Regions from separate parts of the Hordeum vulgare genome. Here region 1 is linked to region 2. A link is a contact called in public Hi-C data. All regions are on one chromosome and are shown on one strand. The core of a region is the stretch at or near the end of the contact, and the rest is flanking DNA. Distances in the headings are between cores, read along the strand shown.

What was found. Hi-C and Micro-C count contacts between places; a contact is called where the count stands out from the background.
Region 1: a contact with region 2 is called in a Hi-C map of seedling, with 3 times the contacts expected there. The contact joins the promoter of LOC123444844 here to the promoter of LOC123440510 in region 2. A contact is called at or near these places in 2 of 6 Hi-C or Micro-C datasets (leaf and seedling) and 1 of 1 datasets of contacts at active chromatin or transcription factors (embryo).

Annotation. Positions count from the first base shown.
Region 1 is chr3H:542,724,751-542,729,917 of MorexV3_pseudomolecules_assembly, reverse strand. It overlaps LOC123444844, which reads right to left and starts at 1,596. Exons shown (of 16, transcript XR_006631033.1): 1 at 1,311-1,596; 2 at 294-420; 3 at 147-187.
Region 2 is chr3H:542,525,883-542,530,665 of MorexV3_pseudomolecules_assembly, reverse strand. It overlaps LOC123440510 (cytochrome P450 94C1-like), which reads right to left and starts at 2,209. Exons shown (of 1, transcript XM_045117076.1): 1 at 28-2,209. The coding sequence starts at 2,033. The coding sequence ends at 471.

The DNA.
Region 1 (5,167 bases), core at 347-2,846, 200 kb before region 2:
CTCGGGGCATAACTTCAATACTCCAAATAACCAGAACTGAGGGACTTAAATCATAATGTATCTCTCCACAACAAACTTAGGGAGAATCATGTAACAAAATAAGAAGATTATAGTAGCTGGAAAAGTCTAGCTTCTAGAAAGAATACCTGTATGTATTATTATCCCTCCCATCTTCCAAGTGAGTGACCTGCATTGATTTGCACTTATGTGATCCAAGAAATCAGCAGAAAGCTTCCCTCCAATGTTATAACAGGAATTTTAGAATCAGGAATTAGGACCGTAGTTTTACTAACCTGAGGAACAGATGCAGACGAGAATTGTGGTAAGGTAATCTCATGTGTGTTATCTCTGGATGAAGTTGATCCAGTGCCGTGAGTAAAACTTACACCTTTTGGCTCATAATTAAAATGCCTCCATTCTCTGGAAGATAACAATTGATTAAATGTCCAGCAGAATGGGTTCTGAGTAATCCGAAAACACTAAACTACGAAAACAGGAAGGACAGAGTAAGCTAGTAAAAACGAAACAAGAAGACATCTTGTGCTCTCCAATTAGGTATACTGCCAATGTAACAACTGCAACTTTTCACAATGTGCTAATCTTATGGACAAACAGAGCCATCTCCGATGAGCATGTGCTACTACTAAGCAGAAAAGGCTCAAATTAATTCCATACCAAGTCAATAAAAGTGGCCTTACTTGCCAATAAATCTGATCTTTTTAATCTAAAATGAAAGGAACTAGAACTGTAGATCAAGAAAAGGCCAAAAAATCCCAGTGTACAGGCGCCCAGCCATTGAATTTAAAAGATCCTATCATCAACAATCAGTCAAACAAAAAACTTGAACTTACTAAATTTTAGCTACCACGGCACCATATTCTCACAACAGGTCTCATGGTATCACTTTAATCAGGCAAAAACCAGCTGATAACAACACAATCACACGCAGTGGCTGTATCAAATGAATCCTTGTGAACACCAACCGCAAGAAATAAATGCTACCATAACAAGAACATGACGACTAGAATTTATCGTTTTGAATTGTGATGGTGCCATAAACTCCAAATTTCACAAACTACAACAAAACTCTCCCGCACACACGACGAATCAATCAACAGAACTAAAGAAGCCCCACGTTCCAAGCTCCACCGTACTCGCACAACCACATCTCCGTCACGCGCCACGTGTAAAAAGTTCAACCGATGAAGCAGATGTTAATTACTGTCGCCGCTGTACGGTTTGCAAGCCCGAAACTGAAAGCTGCCAGATTCTATCGCGGTGTTTGGGGAGCAAGGAGGGCGTGTCTTCACCTGAGGAACGTTATCGAGGAGGCGAGCCGTTCCGCCTCGGCGTCGGGGAAGCCGGGCTCGGGCTCGCCGGCGGCGAGCTCCGAGATGGCGCGTACCGCTCTGGAGAAGTCCTCTGCAGATTGCTCGAAGCAGCAGACCTCGACGCCCGCGTTTCCCTTGTCCTCCCCTTCCGGCGGGGACGGCGCGCCCGTCGTCTCCGGCGGCGCGGCCATCACCGGCGGGGGGAGCAGCGACGAAAAGCAAGGGGTGTTCTAGGGCTTAGAGCCGCGGGAAGAGAGGGCATGTCTGGCGGAAGATGGGCCCAATTATACACCTTGGGGCGCGCCCGCGTGGGCTTGGTTTCCTAGTATGTGTTTTCAGGCCCTCGAAAGGCTCCGAGTCCGGCCCTGCTACGTACTGCGGGCCTACTGCTAGTGGGAGCAAGTAGTTGTGGAGCATTCCCTCGCAAGCCTTTCAACGATCATTTTTTTCAACGATCGCAAGTCATTTCACGTGTTCTCAAACGCCTGAATGTTTTTTCAGTTTTTTTTTATTTTTTCACACCTGTTTTTGGTTTTTTAGATTATTTTTTATGTTTTTGATGTTTCGTTTTTTCACCATTCTTTCTTAGCTTTTAGACGAAAAATAATTTTTAAAAAGAAAATTGCATGAAAAAAATGTGTTTTCTTTTTTCACGAGAGGTTTAGCTTTGCTTTTATGATCCCTGAAGAACGTTACTCTCATTTATTTTATCATATTAGCATGGCATGTCTTTATATTCACCACATGAATACAAATGTTAAGCATCACGATGTTAAGCGAGGCAATTGGATTGTATTCTTAACACGCTTCAACATTTTCAACCTTATTCAATATATGAGCGTAAACCATTGACATAGCATATGGATGGAATAGAATATGGTGGTAGACATGAAAGGAGTACAAGTGGAGAAAAAAGTCTCGCATCAATTAGACGGACCAATGGACTACGAAGATGCCCATCAATCGATATATATATGCGAGGATTATGGATTGCCATGCAACAAGTGCACTAGAGCTATAAGTATATGAAAGCTGAACAAAAGTTAAGTGGGTGTGCATCCAACTTGCTTGCTCGTGAAGACCTCACGCATTTGAGGAAGCCCGTCAATGAAATATGCAAGTCAAGTTCTATAATGAAAAAATCCCACTAACATATGAAAATGATAAATCATGAGACTCTCTATATGAAAAACATGGTGATTTCTCTAAGCACAAGTGTGGAAAAAGATGTAGTAGTAGTGTCGCTTCTTTATTTTCTCTCATTTATTTCTTTTATTTCTTCCTTTCTTTATTTCTATTTTTTTGTTTCTTTTTCCGTACACAATCTCATCTCGAGTCGTGGGAGAATCATAGTCTTCATCATCCTTTCCTCACAGAGACAATGTTCTAATAATGATGAACATCACACTTCTATCTACTTACAACTCGATACAACAACTCAATAATGATGAAAGAAATGACTATATGAATGCCTCCGCAATGTACTGATAGTTGTGAACTTGAAAGCACGACTTCTTCCTAAGGTGATTTTGGTAATTAATAACTACGTATATGTCATTGGATTAATGATTCTACCTAGTATATTTCAGGAAAAGTTCAATGATGCATTGTCTAAGGATTGTGAGGAGGACCCCTATATGCAAGGAACATCTATTAGCAACAAGCTTGAAAACTGTACATTTTATATTTTTGTGAGAAATCACACTTGAGTCCGTAGAAAGCCAATACTATTAAAAGGGGATGAGGTGACTATGATGATCTGGTTTGTCAAGTGCTTAGAGATTAGCCACAAAAAATACTCATGAATTCTCCCACAAATATTTTGTCCAAAATCCTAAATATCCAAAATTTGGCGCCACCAACTTTCCATTCGGCCAGACAAAGTTTTACCTCAGACAAATCCTATGGCAAACCCTGGCTTTCTTGGTGACACCATGTCTTGTTTTGGTATGACCGAGAATCAGTGACCAACTCTTTGTCTACCTATTTCTAAGAATCGCAATTTCCGAGTTTTAGGAATCGGTGCCACCGAGTTTGGTAACTACCGAGGCCATCCAAAATCGAACCCATGGAGATTCATATATCGGTGTCACCGAAACGCCAAAAGTTGCCACATTTTGCACTAGTCGGTGCAACTGAGTTTTTTACTTCGGTTTCACCGAGCGGGCAATAATGTTGTAACGGTTGGATTTTTGGAGATGCCTATACATACCCCTCCACCACCTCTCATTCGTAGGGGAAGCATTCAGAACGACCCAACACTTGTCATATCCATTTTTCTGAGAGAGAGCCACCTACTCATGTGTTGAGATCAAGATATTCCATTCCTACCATATGAATCTTGATTTCTAGCATCCCCAAGTTGCTTTCCACCTAATCAATCTCTTATACCCAAGCCAAATCTATGAGAGAGTGATTGAGTGTTAAGGAGACTATCTTTTAAAGCATAAGAGCAAGGAGTTCATCATACTACCACATATATCACCTTTTGGAGAGTGGTGTCTCCTATATTGGTTAGGTGTCTCTTGGGAGCCTCCTACTTCGTGTTGTGGAGTTGAACCAAGAAGTTTGTAAGGGCGAGGATATCGCCTACTTCGTGAAGATCTACCCCGAGTGAGGCTAGTCATTCGTTGACGTAAGCCGTGATGGAATATACAAGGTTGCTTCTTCATTGACCCTTCATGGGTTGAGCCCTTCGTGGACTCGCCCGACCATTACCCTCTGTGGGTTGAAGTCCCCATCAACATGGATGTACGATAGCACCACCTATCGGAAACCACGGCAAAAATCTCTGTGTCAATCTTTGTGTTTGATCTTCCTATCCCTACCCTCTATTTACATGTGCATGTCTTTACTTTCCGCTCTATACTCTTAGACTTGCATGTGTAGGGTGTGCTTGACTTGCTACAATTGCTAAAACATGCACACAAATAAAATTGGGAAAATGCTAGCTTTTTATTTGGTAAAGTAGCCTAATCACCCCCCCCCCCCTTAAGACATACTTCAGATCCTATAGGTGTTATCGGAGGTTTGGTCTTGATACGTCCCAAACGTATCTATAAATTCTGCTTGTTCCATGATCTTTTGGGTGACATTGTTATATGTTTTGCCACACTTCTATATCATTTTACACATATTTGGACTAACCTACTAACTCAGTGCACCCAGTGTCAGTTTTTGTCTGCTGATGTCTATTTTGCAGGGGCTTTTACCCAATTTTCTGAAGCCCAAAAAATTCCAGAAAAAATATAAAAAAAATCAGCGAAACAGAAGCTTCCGGATCACCAAAGGTGGGCGAGAGGGGGGCTAGGGGCCTCCCAGACGGCCTGCTGGCCCGACCAGGCCCTAGGTCGCGCCAGGAGGTCGCTTGGGTGGGTCCCACCTCCTCCGGTGCCCACCTTTGGCCTATATTTAGAGTCCTGAGAGGAAACCCTTGTAGACTTTCTGGAATCGCAAATTTCTCCATCGTTCCGCCCCCGCAGTGCTTCCGAGATCGGGAGCGTCAGGAGGCCTCTTCCCAGCACCCTGTCGGAGGGAGGATTGACCTTCGGGAACTTCTCCACCGCCATGGACGCTTTCCGGACGTGTTGTGAGTAGTCCTCCTTCGACCATGAGTCCATGACCATTAGCTATGTGATGTCTTCTCTCCAATCTTGTGCTTCAATGATCAGTCCTTGTGATCTGCCCTACATGATCAATGCATCTATGTAATTCTCTTGCTATTGCTATGCTCGGTTTGTTGGGATCCGATGGATTATGAGATTATGTTCACATTGTTATGAGCTATATATTTGATTATCCTTTTATATTATGTTCCTTAGTGATTCATGCATGTT
Region 2 (4,783 bases), core at 960-3,459:
TTTTGAAAAAGTTACAAAACTTTCTGATTTTCTTTCGTAATTACGTACTATTTTTCCATTCATACCAGGTGCCTATACACCGAGAGCCAAGGGGTATTTTTTTCCCCGACGGTTTAAATATAGCCTTTCGTTCATCCGTGCCACAGAACAGTCGGACGTAACTGAAGCGTGATCCGATCTCAATAATTTGCTGTCGAATCGAGGAATCTATCTGTAGATCTATCGATCGCGATTCTGAACCTCAAGTGGAGAGCTGCGTACTGACTAATCAATCGTCGAGCATCGATCAACTCCTCGGTGCTGCCAAATGCCACCGCACTCGCGGCACGAGTGGCCACGGATCGAGTTTGCCAGCGGCACACAATCTAGCGCACGATTTTATCCTTGTTCGAAACAAAGAAGGGAACGAGCGAGAATAATAAGCCAACAAGAAGGCGATCGTCAGGGCACCAACAGTTGTTTATTCCGTATCAGGTTGGTGGGCAGCCACGCGCTCGCCGGCGGACCCTGACCGGCAGGCCGCCGGCGAACGTGGCCGTCAGCCCCGGCGCGAACTTGGGCCGGCGCGAGCTCCGGTCGATCGCCTCGATGTCGAAGCTCCGGACGACGGCGACGATGACGGCCTTCATCTCCATGAGCGCCAGGTCCTTGCCGACGCAGACGCGCACGCCGGCCTGGAACACCGGGTACCGGTACGGGCTCACCGGGACGAACTGCCCGTCGCGGAGCCACCGCTCGGGCCGGAACTCGGAGCAGTCGGCGCCCCACACGGACTCCATCCGGCCCATGGCGTAGGCGTGGTAGGTGACCCGCGTGCCCTTGGCCACGACCGTCCCGTCCGGCAGCTTGTCGTCGCCCGCCGCGAACTTGGAGTCGAACTGCACCGGCGGGAATAGCCTCATGCTCTCGTACATGGCCGCGTGCACGTAGTGCATGTCCTTGAGCTTGCTGAAGCTCGGTCGCGGTCGGTCGTCGTCGTCGCCCGTCACGCGTGACACCTCGTCCCGGATGGCGGCCGCGACCTCTGGGTGATCGGAGAGGAGCAGGAAGAAGGCGGTCAGCGCTGAGGCGACGGTGTCGCGGCCGGCGAGCATGAAGCTGACGACGATGTCCCTGAGGTACTTCTCGTCGCTGATGGAGCCCATGAACCGCGACAGGAGGTCGCTGCCGGACGCGGCGCCGCCGAGCTTGTGTCGTTGCCGGGTGACCTCCGCGGCGAACCCGTCGACGAGGCGCACGGATTCCCTGAGCTTTCTCTCGTCCCCGACGTTGAAGAACCGCTTCAGGCGCCATACGATCTGCATGGGTGCCGTGGCGCGCCTCGCGGAGAGCATGGACGCCGTGTCGAACGCGTCCACGAACGCCGATACCGGCATGGACAGCTCGAGGCAGCCCGGGTCGAGGCCGAAGGAGATCTTGCATATGCAGTCGAAGGCGAAGCGACGGAACACGTCCTGCAGGTCCAGCACCTTGGAGGAGGAACAGGCAGAGTGAAGCAGGGGAAGGAGGCGGCCCCGCAGCTCGGAGGCCACGACGCCCGCGGCGAAAGCTCTGAGCGCCGGGGAGGCCAGCTCGGCCGCGGCGAGCTTCCGCTGGAACAGCCACGCGTCCCCGTCGACGTTAAAGATCCCGCGGCCGAGCAGGTCGGCGAGGATGGCGGAGAAGGGCTTGCCCTTGGGGTAGTTGTCGAAGCGCGCGCGCAGCATGTGGTCGACGGTGACCGGGTTGGCGGTGAGCACGTTGCGGAGCACGTGGACGTGCACGGTCTGCGACGGCGAGCGGCGTAGCAGGTGCGCGTACCAGTCGCAGAGGTTGTCGAACTCGCCGGCCCAGGACGCCGTGAGGTAGGCCTCGCAGACCGCGCAGTCGCACCACCACGGCGGGCGCGTGCGCGCCACGGCCAGGAGGGCGGCGAGCGCCACGGCGCAGGCCGCGAGCGCGAAGAAGGCGCCGGCCACGTGCGGCCGCAGCGAGAGCGCCAGGGCCTCCGCCGCCGCCCCCGCCCCCCCATGCAGCGCAGCCTCGACGCCCATGACGAGCACCACGTACGTAACCGTAACCACGGCGCTAGCTGCTTTTTTATCGTACGTGCGTGTGTGCGCGCGCGGGGGGTGAGGTGAGGTGCCGTTGCGCCCGCCCCCCGCTTTATACTGCCGCCGGCCCTCTCGTCACAGCTCGTGTGTAAAAGGACGGTGTGGTGTGAGGAATGGACTCGCCTCGTGAGTTTGACCGCTATTTCTCCCTCTCAGTAGCCAGTAGGTGTGAGCACGTTCGCTCTCCTCTCGAGCGCACCTCGATCGGTCGGCCTGTAGCGGCTGGTGGTCTAGACTCTAGTAGAGGTGGAGAGCCACATGTGCAATAGGAACAGCTAGCTTAATGATCTGCACGTTGTCCGCCGCGCCATGCCTGTCGCTCCATCGGGCCACGCATCGTCACCCACCTCCGGCTCCGGCTCCGGCCCGGCCTCCGGCTAGTGCTTGCCTTTTCTACCGCGGCCGGTCGGCCACGGCGTCGATGCTCCTTTTACCCGTGTACTATATCGTACTACAAAACAGGAAAGCCCGCGCCTTGCCTACTTGGGCCAGCCAGAGCCAGTTATTTTTTAAACAGGACCAGAGCCAGTTATTACTGACTGCACTACAGTGAGTGCTTGGATCCCTCCCACGACCCAGACAGCACGATTGTACCGCCGGACTAGTCGCCGATCCAGGGATATTTACTGCGCCGTGGCGTTTTGCACGTGTTTCCAGTGTCCACTAGCTTATCCAGGCGCCGGACCACCCGGCCGGAACACGTACGTCCCTGCCGCCCGTCTGCCGTCGCCGGGACGGACCGACCTTTCTCGGCGACAGCGGCCCAGTAAACTCATCAATGCCGGTACGCGCCGCTAGCTCCTATATGCCCCCGGGTACACTGACATCGTTGGAGGCGCAAGTTGCGTGCGTGCGTGACGGGCTGCATAGTAGTAGTAATGCGGTGCGTTTCAGGGGTCAGGCCGCTGCGCTGCAGGGTCGATTAATTCGGGCCTCATCCAACGGCGCCACTGCTGCTCGATGGGTATCTACCCAGCGCGCGGCAAAGATTTTTTATGATGAAATGCGGTGCAAGTTTCCAACTACTTCCTCCGTTCCTAAATATAAGTCTTTTAAGCGATTTTACTAAGGGACTACATACAGAGCAAAATAAGTGAATCTACACTCTAAAATATGTTTATGTATATTTGTATGTAGTCCTTTTATGAAATCTTTAAAAAGACTTATATTATGGAACGGAGGGAGTATTTCTATTTTGTTCTGAAAACGCGGTGCAAGTTGTTTCGCTTTTACGGTCGGAGGACGTGCTCACTGATAGGTATGTCGCCGATCAATCGAGCTGCTCGCCTCGTAAGACCCGACGTGGCAGCTTAATCATGTCGTCGTGAGTCTGATTGCACTCTCAATTTCTAGGTAAACAAAAGCAGGGAGTAGTGCTGCATGCATGATTTTTTTTTGGACAAAAAAGTAGTGGTACTGCTGCATCATTGCTCAACCCGCAAAAGAAAAAAAAAAGCTCTCTCCAGCTATGAAAAAACAATGTACGGTGCACGTACATCAGCCCAACCAGGGGTCAAGAGAAACCATGTGGTTCGTGCATGTGCTTCATGTTCATCTTTCAACTGCTTGTTACTACTAATAAATCTCCTGCATGTGGTACTGGTACGTGCTCAGTCGGAGATGAGATCCGTGCGTATAACAAATGGACGGCATACTAAATTAGAGCAACGGCCCGGCCAACAGAAACTTACTGTTGTGCTCTTTACAGAGCACACCACCAAGAAAAAAAAACAGACACTTACTGTTTAGCAACATGAAGCCGACCTGTACAACAAAATTAAGTGAGCCGTGAACAGGTGGCGTGAGTGGCGAGTCATTACCTGATAAGCTATGAAAACATGAGTAGACCCACCGAATCTAGCGCGGAAATGATATCTTGGCCCGATGCTTTACGCACTTAAATTCCGAGCGGCTATGTCGCATGCAAATATATACAGTTTTGGATAGCTGCAGTGCGTATTCTATCCTGTGCAGGGAGATGAGATTCCTGGGGCGTGCGTAATAATGTACCAGGCACGTATAGCAAGCCATGTGAGCACGTATATATATACAAGTAATAACAAGTTCAATCACAGAAACGGCGGCAACGTCTTCGTCATTGCTCCTGTCATGTGTCTTCGTGGCAATATTTGGACCGGGACATCCATCTTTGTCTATGCAAACGAAAAATTCTCCTATCTTTGCTGTCCACCTCCCACCCTTCCGAAAATGGCCAAACGTAACGGTTGTATCTCACACTGTCTTACTCCCTTTGTTCCTTTGTATAAGGCATATTTGTCCTTTTTATAAAGCTAGGAAAAGGGTCCGTGCTAGAAAAAGGGTCCGTGCGTTGCAACGGAAAAAATAATATAATACACACTCTTAGTTTACAAAAGGTGGTCTATAATTTGAGTATTTGTGGCTATAATCCAAACAAAGACAATCTTAACCTACAAAAATGCACTTCATGGTTTCACGGGTCTTCTATTTAAATACATCTTGCATGTAGATTTAATACGTAGAAAGAAACGGTCAAGTGATCTTCAATTTCGTCTCTAATCCCGATTTTGCTGAGATGTTCATCCATAATCAAAATCAGTACCGGTATAAAAGAAAGACGGGTAATGCATTACTGAGTAAGATTGCATCCTAGATAATATTTTTAATAAAATGGTTAATAGGTAAAATAACATCATATTCAGATTCTACGT